Regions from separate parts of the Columba livia genome. Here region 1 is linked to region 2. Evidence: chromatin contacts called from public Hi-C data. All regions are on one chromosome and are shown on one strand. Each heading gives the region's core, a stretch centred on a gene start, on an enhancer-like site or on the middle of the called end of the contact. The rest is flanking DNA. Distances are from core to core; before and after follow the strand shown. Region 1 holds the start of PDGFRA (platelet derived growth factor receptor alpha). Region 2 overlaps SCFD2 (sec1 family domain containing 2).

Region 1 (5,680 bases), core at 721-3,220, 450 kb after region 2:
TGCCCCAATTTGCAATTTTTGTTTTTCGCCGAGTCTTGTGAGATCCCACGTGGAAGCCGTTAACAACCGCTCGATAATGATCATGACAAAGACATTATTCAAATGAGGCAGGTAATTGCAACCAGAAGGCGCCTCCTCCTCTTCCTTTTGCTCCTTTCTTTTCGTAAGAGTAACTCTCGCATTACATCCCATCCTGACGGTACTTCGCCAAGAATCACCGCCACCACCTCGCACGTTAAAACAGATACGTTCACGCCGGTAAATCACGCCCCGAGCCTGGCAGGGCTGGATCGCCTCCGAGCTCCCAGGCAGTTATTTGCCGCCAGTCTGAACCGCACGTCTTCGTGGGCCCTAAATCTATGAGAGCCTGCAACTCTGACCCAAGTCATGAGAGGACCTTGCCCTCCACAAATTAAGGGGTTCAGGTTGCTGGCTGTGCTCGCCCCCACTGCCCAGGTAGAGAGTTCCAGGGTGCAGGGTTGTTTGTTTGTTTGTTTCTTCCCCTCCCACCTTTATATTTTTTTTTTTTTGGGGGGGGGCATGCTTTTGGCTCACTGGGAGCCTGTTGTTTATTCGCAAGCATTCCGACCAGGGGCTGCTCACAGCTCCGACTCCGATGATTTCCTGGAGGAACATGTGGAAGCAATAGCTGAGCCGTGCACTCACCAGAGCCGAGGATGCACTAGTGGAGGGCGTGCAAAGGGCTGGGAGCTCCGCCGGGGACCCTGCGAGCCCAGCCCGGGGCACCTCAGCCTGAGCGCGTTTTTCACGGGAGACGGTTTTACTTTCTGCCCCCATTCTCTTCGGGGCATCTTTGCTTCAGAGGCTTAATTCAGCTTCGTTTAAGAGAGAGAAAAAACATCGGATCCTGCCGCTTGACTTCGAGGACAAATTTCTTTTGTTTAATACTAGAAATAATAAAGACGTGCAAAGGACGAGGGGTCGGGGGAAGGAGGGCCAGACTTGGGAGGAGAGGAAGCCGGAGAAGCCCCGAGGCGCAGCTCCGGGGCCGGTGCCCTCCCCAGGAGGCAGGCGGGCAGGCAGGGAGACAGGCGGGCAGGGCCTCCCGCTCTGAGCCTTTCCTGGGGCTGCAGTGCCCCCTCTCCCGCGGCCGCCGCATCGCCCCGCCGACCGCTTTCCGCACAGAGCCTGCAGCAGAAGGGCTGCGAGGGCAGCTCCCCCGGCCACCCCTTATCGCCAACAGATAGCGACGGCCAACAAAGCAGAGATACCCGGTGCTTGCTCCCCAGCGGGGATCAAAGCTCCGTCTGGAGCGTGTTCAAACAGGACGGCCTCGGACGTGCGCTGCCCTCGCCTCCGCAGGCACCTCCGGCCCTCGCCGTGCCCTCTGTCTTGGTTATTACTGGGTTCTTTTTTGCGCTGAGCAAAGCAAAGGCAGAGAGGAACAGAAGAGCTTTCCCGGTGCCGGCGGAGCAGCGGGGTTTGGGGGGGCTGAGTCGTGTCGAAGGTTACCTTTCGTTGTGTCTTTCATTCCTAAAAGTTAGTGATTCGTCTCTCCCCCTTTCTCAGTGCCTCCTGCTCCTGGCTGGCTCTCGGCCGTTCATCCAGCTCTCTAGCCCAAGCCCAAGATCAGTGGTGTACAAAGGACATGAGGAAGCCGCAAATTCGTTTCCAGATCAAACTCCCCGTCCATAAACTCACACTGTGACCGTGAACACTGAGCCCGGCGCACGACCCACTGTCCTAGAGGGTTTGAGGAGGGAAGGCTCATTCATGAAATCGGGAGCATTCGGAGTTTTCATGAAAGTTTTTTGGGTTTGGTGTTGTTTTTTTTTTTTTTTTCCTTTCTCCCCCTGCAGTGCAAAACTCTCCCCTTTCCTCCCCCTCGCCCCTGCCATATGGCTAACCTCCCCCCTCCCCTGCAAGGCTGGTGAAATCTGGAGGCAGAGATTGGCCCCCCTGCCTGCGTAAGAGCCTCCCGCCGGCGCGCCCGCCTCCGGCCGCGGGGCTGGGGGCGCCGGGTGAGCCAGGGCGGCTCTTATTCTGAAGGGGCCGGAGGGGGGCTTCATTTCCTGACAGCTATTTACTTAAAGCAAATGATTAGTTTTGGAAGGATGGACTATAACATTGAATCAATTACGGGACGCGGTTTGTGAGACCATTACAGTCGGATCTGGAGGGAGGGCGAGCGGGAGGGAAGGAGCGCGGCTGAGTGGGGAAAGTCACGAAAGACGTGGACATATTTTGGATATTTTACAATCTGCAGGAGTGGGGCTGTGAATTATAAAGGAGAAGGTAAGATGTGAGTGGCAGTTTCTCTACCTTTTCATTTTTTTTTTTTTTCACTTTTTCTTCCTCTATTTTCTTCTTCTTTCCCTCTCCACTGTATTTTTTTAAATTTATTTTATTTCCCCCCCTCAATGCTTTGAGCCGGGCGTGGGGCTCCGTCCCGCTGGGCGCAGGCGGCGGCGGGCGCTAGTAGTCCCCTCGGAGGGAAACGGAGAGCCGGCGCTCCGCGTACCGTCGGGGCGCGGCGGCGAGCAGCGCGGGCAGCGCTAATGACAAACATATTGGGATGGCGGGGGCCACCGCGCCGCATTCCTGCCGCGGGGGAGGGAGCGACTCGCTGGGGCTCTGCGGGAAGCGGCGGTGCCCGCCCGCGGGGACGGGGAGACACGCTCCGACAAAGTAAGGTAGGGTCGCGCTCAGCCGCTCCCGCTCTTCTCGCATCCCTTGCTGCCTTCACCCCGCTACTCTCCCGTCCCTTCCCCCACCCTTTGTTTTTCACCACCTTGCTCTCTTCGAATTCCCTTTCCCACCTCACTCCCCCTGCCCGGGTAGCCTGAAATGCTCCGAGATCTCGGGAAGGGGCACGCACACAAACCTCCCCGCAAGCAGCCCGATCTCCATCTCTGCGCGCCCCGTCTTTTTTTTTTACGTGTCTCAGAGGAAGGGAAGATGCTGCATTTAGGCAGGACTGGTACCTGGAGCCTTTCCAGTTTACAGCCTTCTCTCGTAACGGGAACGCCAGCTCTGCCGCACGCCCCGATGGACTGCTGGAGCCCACCGCCTCCTACCCTGAGGGTGGGCAAAATCTTCGCGGCCACCGTTTGGATTTTTGTCAAGCGCAAAGACTGCAAACTTGCCAGCCTCTGCCAGGCTGGAGTCCCCTGGAAAAGTCCTAGGAGCAAGTAGGAAATGGCTTTTTGGCTGTCTGCGGTGTTGCTCAACATTTTTGGACGCGGATCCCACAGGAGCCGTTCCAGAGAACAGGACTTGGACAGCTTTTTCTGGAGCCAGCATCGACAGACCTAGCGAGGCAGCAGCAGCCCCGGGGCTTGCCCGCACCCCGGCAGGAGGCTGCCCCCCGCGCGGGGGACAGGTTTCCGCCACCCCTCGACGGCATTTTCAGCGAGGTCTTTTTAGACGCTCCATCTCTCTGGCGCTCCTCCGAGGCCCAAAGGTGCGCACCCGGGACGGACAGGGCATCACCTCGGTCCAAATGGGGACCGATGGACCCGTTCTCAGGGCTGAGGGCATGTCGCCCTCCCTTGGTCCCACAGCTTAGAGCCAGGGCACAACGCCTGGTCCCCCCGCCGAGACTCCCGCCTCCTCTTCCAGATCCCGCGCCCTCAGGGTCCATGCCTCGCCTGATGGAGAGGGCTGGAGAAGAAACCCGCGGGTAGCAGCGCCAGCAGAATTAGCCAGTCCCGGAGGGGAACACGGTTTTGCTCTGCTCCTCTCCGTCCCCCTTACCCCACTTTTCTTTCTCCTGGCTACCTCGCATTAGGAAAAAAAAAAAAAAAAAAATCGCTCCAGCTTGGCAAAGGCTTTCCTATTGTTTCCCAGACAAACAGCGGAGTGGCTGGGAGTTGCCATCTCTGCTAGGTTTGCTCGGTGTCCCGGGCAGCCTTTGATCAACAGCAGCTCCAGCCGTCGGGCTCCGCCGAGAGGCCGCGGATGGAGGGGCAGCCACGGCAGCGCTGCTGCTTCACTCCCTGGGGGCTGCTGCCCGGGCTCCCCGCAGGCAGGCAGTCTCTGGAAAGCCCCCGCAGGCTGATGTGGACTCGAGAGTGTAAACGTAACCCTCCCCATCCTTCTCATCCCCATTCCTGCTGGCTGTAGACTGTCCACCATCTCCCCGACGGGGCGCACCAGAGGGAAGGGGAGGCTTTTTATGCCCTCAGCATCTCCCAGGGCCGATACAGAGCCCAGCTGGGCTCCCAGTTTGGTTGCCTTAACTCCATGTCCCTGGATGGCACAAGAGATGGGATCAAAACAAGGAGACAAGCATCAAAGGTTCCTCTGTCATCGGCTGATCAAAATCTGAACTGCTGAGATCCAACTTTTAACTCTGGGTCTGGAAACATTAGGGAAAGATCTCTCAGCAAGGGACTTTGGTTTTAGCTTCTAGTTAACAAAGAGCATTTTGAAAAGGCCCTCAGCTAAACAGTGGTTTAAGCAACCTCAAAGCCAAAACTTTGAAGGAAAATGAGACTGCACGAAGCCCTGGGGTTTAGGAGTCCACAAGCAAACCAGCTCTCCCAGCCTGCAGGCGCTCTCCCACCGCTTTAAAATGAGACCCCTTGTTCTAATAGTCTTCTCCAGGCAGCAAGGGGCCGGAGATGTGCCAGTCTGGCTACCATTGGGTACTGGGGCCATCTTCACTGTTACTTGCTCATTGATGTATGGGAAATCTTCGTGCAGCTGTGAGAATAATACATAGGTATTAGGTTTCAAGAGAGCAGGAAGTAATAAATAGTTTAATAAAATACCACTCTACAGTACTACAGTACCAAGTTAGGATTTGAGTACAATGTATATAGGCAGAAAAATCCTTGCATACCCCAGACCTCACTGGTTATTTCCAGCTATACCAGTTGGTCTAAAAATGAGGGTGAAACGTATAACCTTGTACACTCCTTGCCTCGCTTGCATCCTTAGGTCATTGTGGCCACAATGGCACTGCTTCTGTGCATGAACTGTGCAAATTTTAATAGAATATGTTTGCTTCATTTGTTTTAAAGACCAGGGAATGAGTTCTGAGAGGTTATTTTTTTCTGGTGGTGGCAAGAATTGCTGGTAATTTTAAAAAAGCAAGCAAGTAAGCAAATAATCCTTTCTCTCCCTCTTGCCTTGAGCTCCTGCTTGACTCATCTCTTTTAAGCCAATAAAGCTTTGCATGCACACCCAAGGGAAAAGTTTGCAACAGCTAGGCTTTCTAGCTCTTGTGGTCAACAGAGATGGATTGGTTTTTCCATGCAATGCTTCTGAGCACTTGAGCTTGAGTCTGAGGTGTTCTTTGGTTTGATCCTGAGAACTTAAGTGAGATGGAATACTTGTCTGTTTGCTGAGACAGTCTGGAAAGTCCTCTTTGGACTAAGTGAGAAAAGTTAAACTTTGCAAATTTCCCTCCACCTTTAGCTCCTTGACTGGTGGAGTCTGTCCTTGAAGGTTTGGCTAGAGAATCAGGCCTGACTGGAAGGCTTGTCGGGCAGCAGCCATCACCGTGTGTCCTGCAGAGCCTGAAGTGCTCTGCAGGAGCCCAGCACTGGGCTAGTTGTGGTATGTAGTTATTCTTGCATACAGGCTATGCTGGATGCAAATACTTGTAAACGACTGTGGAACAAGCTTCATTTTAGGAGGACATTTGTGCCAGTCTTCTGCACTGAATAAATTTTCTTTTGTCCTTTGTGCCTTTTCCCAGTGAAACCTTTAG
Region 2 (5,343 bases), core at 1,572-4,071:
TGCTCCTGCCACAACTCCTCCCCAGCTGTTTGGTCAGCACGAGCTACAACTAGAAAAACAATCCCGGCTTTCTGTCCCCATGGGATTTCCCTCCCACTCAGCCCAATGTCTGAGTCAGCATAACTATCCCTCATGATATCACATTTGTGCAAAGGGAGCGAGTGCAGCACAGGACATCTGGTCCCAATATCTAAAAACACTTAAATCATGCATGTCATTCCAAACACTTCAGGACTTCAGAAGTTTTCAGTTACTTTCATATATATGTCCTAGTTGCTTCATGCAGAAAGGACTTCTTATGTTCAAGTTTCAATCTGAGGATCTGGGGAAATGGATATTCCATGCCATTTTAACTAGAAAAAAACAACCCAGCCTTAAAGATAAGCCCAGACCTGTCCTAAGCTACCTTTATATTAACTTTAAAAAAAACCAAAAACAAAAACAAAAACAAAAAACACAGAAGGCTACCAAAATGTGCTGAGTTACAACACTTGCACTTCAGATTTCAGCAACAGCAAAAAAAAAATGGCCCTACGTGCAATATTAAAAACAAAAACAACACACAAAAAAAAGCCCAAACCAAATTAAATACAAACAAGCAAACAACAACAAAAAAATCCACTCAAAATACCCAAATCCAGCAAACCAAAAAACCCCTCCCAACTTCAGTTGTACATGCTAGAGATTGAGGTGCAGATATATTCTCTCATTCCCCATTTCGATAGGAGAGAGAGGAACTACGGCCCTGTGGTCTGGCACCAGGCTGACACTCTGCAGCCCGATGCCCAGCTCCAGGTCCAGCTGCGAGCTTCTCACTTTTCTCCACCTGTGAGCAGCTTCCTCATGCTACCAAGCGTTAACTCAGCTGCTCTGGTAGCCTGATGCTGAGTGCCAGGTACGAGGAATAATGTTCAGTGCAGCAAATAATTTCCTTCGCAGCCCCTGCATAGGCCGCCAGTCATGGTACAGCACAGGCACATTCTGAGCCCACCATTGCCTATTTAGTTTGAGTGTCAACAGTCATCAGGCTGTCAAGGGATGGAGCTCAGTATTACCTGGCTTCCTTTACAAAAGTCAGGATGGGGTAGGTCTATCTACCTCACCATTGCTATTTGCACTAATCTCTTGCAAGAGGGAAAAGACAGTGCTTTGCTATAGTTTCTGTTCTTCTTATCTGTCTCCCCACACCTCAGGGTTGGAGTGTCTCCAGTCTCTACTGTACATGACTTCTGCAGTGTACACGTACCACTATAACAGCAGAAAAATATTAATTTCTTTTTTGGCAGCTACTAGAAAATGCCTCACCCCCTCCACAGCACAGGAAGGTCCTGCTTTTCTATCAAGCCATCTACCAGTCCACGAGAATCAGATGTTTGAGGCATGAGAGATATTCCGCATGAAGACACCAAGGCAACAAAAAGAAGGGGTATGAAAAACCATAGTTTGAATGAGAGAATCCAGAGGATCTTGGTTATATATTAAAACTCATAAAATACTTCAAGTCATTTGTCTGAGACTTGGATCCCATTTTGGAAGGCAGAATAGTATTATAAAGTTCTTTCAGACACTGTTTATTAACATCAAAATGAAATATGAAAAGCACTTTCTGTTAAATCCAGGATCTGAACAATTCTTATAACATGTAGCCTAAATAAACAAAGTAAAACTGTATTGCAACAGCTAGAAATAAAATTGTGTGAATACTACCCATAAAAATAGATTCTTTACTGCACTAATGTATGTTTAATCCTTTCAAAAAACAGACTTTCAAAATAACATAATCACAATTAAGTTACCCCCAAACATTAAAATGTGAGTAGCTGCTCCATTCATCAGCTGGGACCCTCACGTCCCAGACTACTCTTAGTTTTCCTGAAGCAAACATTCCAACCTTCCCAGCAGACAGTGTTGCAGGCCCTAGCAAAGATCACAAAACCCACAAAATTTCTGTGCTACTGTTTAAGAACGGCAGCATCCACCAGGGAAGGGGGAGTGGGTGGAGATAAATCTAGAAATAGTTGTTTTCTCTTTAAAAATCTTACTTTTTAAAATAATTATTATTTTTTTTAATAACGATTACAGAAAACCTAGACAAGTCTCAGGACAATCTTTTCTCCTGTGTCCAAATAATTTCCTTCCACCACCTCAGTCATCACCACTTTTGTCAGATCCCAACAAATTACTGGTTGGTGGTCTCACTGTTCTACCCCGAGCCGTATTTTAATTAGTCAGAGCACTGAGAAAAGATTATTGTGTAAATATTGGCAAATCTTCAAACAAGTGTACATGCTGTCCATTTTATTCACAATGAAAAAGCTCTTAAAGAGATTTCGATAAAGATTTGCCTCCTGCTTGCAGCCCACATTTGTAATGTTTATCTAAGTGGGGGATATAAATCTTTTTCAAATGAACCCCACAGTTTTTAAACCAGCCTTGTTATAAACTGCCTGTTTCCGTTTTGCCTGCCTAAGCAAGCAATGCTGAGCCTGCTCGGGATAGACTGGAACTAATTTAATGTGCTCCAGGTTTAATCCCCATCCTCCCGGCTTTTACTGCAGATTTTACACAGAGGACTACTGCTGACTTTAACAATGATTCATGCGATAAGTAGGTTTCGACTTGTTTTTCCACATCGGAAAACATGCAACAGAAATGCCACTGAAATAATTTTAATAAAACATGACTGAGTCAGAAACAGATTAATAAATAAATAAATAAACTTTGACACAAGAACTGTTTTTCCGTGCTTAGCAGCGCTTTGAATTTATTAAGGTTATTATTAAGGGAATTTATTCAGCTTGCTTTAAGCAAAAGAAAGAAGGGCAGCCTGTAGAGCTCTCCGGACATCAACATGCCAGATCCCAGGATGTGCAACTGTTCCTAAACACGCGAAAGAGTGGGACAGAAACAAACCCATGGGTTATGGCCCAGCCCGAAGCAGCACCATTCCTCTCCCACACAATGTGAAAGGAGTTGAGCCTCCCGAACACAGGAGGTTCCACTTAAATATGAGAAGAAACTTCTCAGTGAGGGTGATGGAGCACCGGAACAGGCTGCCCAGGGAGGTTGTGGAGCCTCCTACTCTGGAGACATTCAAATCCCGCCTGGACGCCCTCCTGTGTAACCTCATCTAGGTGTTCCTGCTCCGGCAGGGGGATTAGACTAGATGATCTTTCGAGGTCCCTTCCTTCCAATCCCTAACATTCCGTGATTTTTCGAGCCCCCGGGCTGTCCCCGTTGCCCCATTGGGGCCGGGCCGGGCGCGCCGTGGCCCTGTAGGGCGCGGCGGGGCCCAGCAGGGGGCGGTGTTGCAGCGCGGGCCGGGACGCGCCGGCGGGAAAGCGATCCCGGCTGCAGCTCCGCCGCCTGCAGCAAACACCGATCAGCACGGACATGCTGCTGTTTCACTAGTGCCAGCACCCTTCTTTCTCTTTTTATATTTTACTTCTTTTTTTTTTAATTCGCAGGACGAAAACAACTCCATTAACACTGAACACTGAAAAAGGGCCAGCTTACTTTTACAAAATGTAGCTGAATTACTGATGGAGCGATATACAAACTATTTTACCATATAGATACTATTTTACCATATAGATACTATTTTGCAACCATCTTCTCGCAGACCAAATTCTTTCCTCATTTACATAAACCAGATGTTTCTCTGACAAACTGAACTCCAAGAAAAAACAGAAGTCGCTATACATTTCATGTCTGAAATGAAAGATGATGTGAATATATGGCACAAATATTCCATTAGCCACTAAAGGCAAATGTATACGTTAAGTGCAACAGTTTTCGTCTACTTAGCAGAGCTTTTCTGAGGGCTTAGGTGATCCTTGGCAGAAGCGCTAGAAAAGGAGAATGAAGCTACTTAGAATATATTCCCTGCCTTCCATGGCTTTCACTCCCCTTAGGGAAGCCAGCTAAATTTCTTTGCCAGATCTTGACACTCAAACCAGCCCACTTAGTGGACAAATACTCCAAAAGCAGTGATCCATATTCCTCATTTCTGCAGGAGAACTGGCTCCTGGAATCTTTCTTCCCAGTACCCGATTCCCGGAGGATATGAGAGGAACAAGAAGAATGATTCTTTAACTAGCCTAGCAATTTTTTAAAACTTGCAACCTTTTGGTACACATTGATAAGCAGAAGGACATGGGGAATACATATTTGCTGTTACCATAATAAGAAACAATCATAAGATTTTTTTTTCTAAAATCTCTCAGTTACCCCATATTCTTCTTAATGCTTCTACAAAGAAAAAAAAAAAAACTAAATTCTTTTTTATTACTATAGCAACAACCATATCTTACACTTCATCTGAAAGACTGAATTCATGGAAGATGCCTGAAGGTTACACTCATTACTCAACTAATCTTCCAGAACCTGTACAGTCTTATCTGCCAAATACATGAATCAACTAACTTTTGGCATGGAGCTATCGAAATCCTGGTAAGAGGGGCAAATCCTCATCTTAAATTGCACAGAGGGATGCTGAATTCAAAAAAAGAGCAAAACATTCAGCATGAGGATAACTACTAGGTAACAGCAAAGGCAACTTTGATGATGGCAATGGCAAAACAATGAGAAAAGTAATTTCTTCATTTAGGAATTTTTGGGAATCACTGGGATGTTGAAGCTTGCTCTGCATCCTGAGATCCAGGTATTAACGGGATTTGCAAGAGCTGACCTGGCTTTGAGCAGTAAGCAGCTTTCCTTGGACGCAGCACAGCCGTTTTCTTTTCTTAGCCCTTCTTTGCAGCACAGACTAGCAAATACCGAGGCAACTGCAAAATACCCCAGAACTGGTCCTAAGGGATCACTCCACTAGTTCTCATCCCTAAATTAGGTCACAGATTTCACTGGCCACCATTCTCACCTAAAAATACCATGACAAGGCTTTTAAATCTCAGTGTCCAACCACTTGAGAAATCTGTGTGTTTTAGGAAAACAGAATTGAAGCAACAGACCCCAGAATGACACATTACACTGAACCTTTACTGTATGTGCTTTCAAGGGACATCATGGCCCTGAAAGGGCCGTATGGCCCTAGTGCACGGCAGCGGTGTTTCCCTCCCTTGACAACAGCAGAGCGCTGCCACCAAGCCCACACTTCTCACATCCAAGCACTCGTGCACTGATGGCTGGGAAGGGTCTCACAAACTACTGTCAAAACCCCCACATCCACAAAATCTACACTGTCTGTCTCAAAATCCTCTGCATTTAAGTCTCCGCTTTTTGGCAAGAATGATTACATGAACATGATCACGTATAAAAGGATAAACATCTATCCGCACACTGAGACTTCTGCCAACACAGCCAGAAAAATTGACATGTATAACT

What was found. A called contact is a pair of places that touch in the nucleus more often than the background predicts.
Region 1: a Hi-C map of liver shows a contact between it and region 2, with 2.5 times the contacts expected there. The contact joins the promoter of PDGFRA here to the enhancer-like site in region 2. A contact is called at or near these places in 2 of 2 Hi-C or Micro-C datasets (crop and liver).

What each region holds. Positions count from the first base shown.
Region 1 is chr4:29,024,973-29,030,652 of bColLiv1.pat.W.v2, forward strand. It overlaps PDGFRA (platelet derived growth factor receptor alpha), which reads left to right and starts at 1,971. Exons shown (of 23, transcript XM_065060899.1): 1 at 1,971-2,263. LOC135579349 (a long non-coding RNA gene) reads right to left here and starts at 3,422. Exons shown (of 2, transcript XR_010472217.1): 1 at 2,946-3,422; 2 at 1-1,704.
Region 2 is chr4:28,577,175-28,582,517 of bColLiv1.pat.W.v2, forward strand. All of the region lies in intron 4 of SCFD2 (sec1 family domain containing 2), which reads right to left. Among named protein-coding and RNA genes, the nearest start is that of SCFD2, 74 kb to the right of the region's middle. Within about 2 kb of position 2,822, at least 2 of the 3 cell types and tissues checked have an H3K27ac peak away from gene starts, as active enhancers do.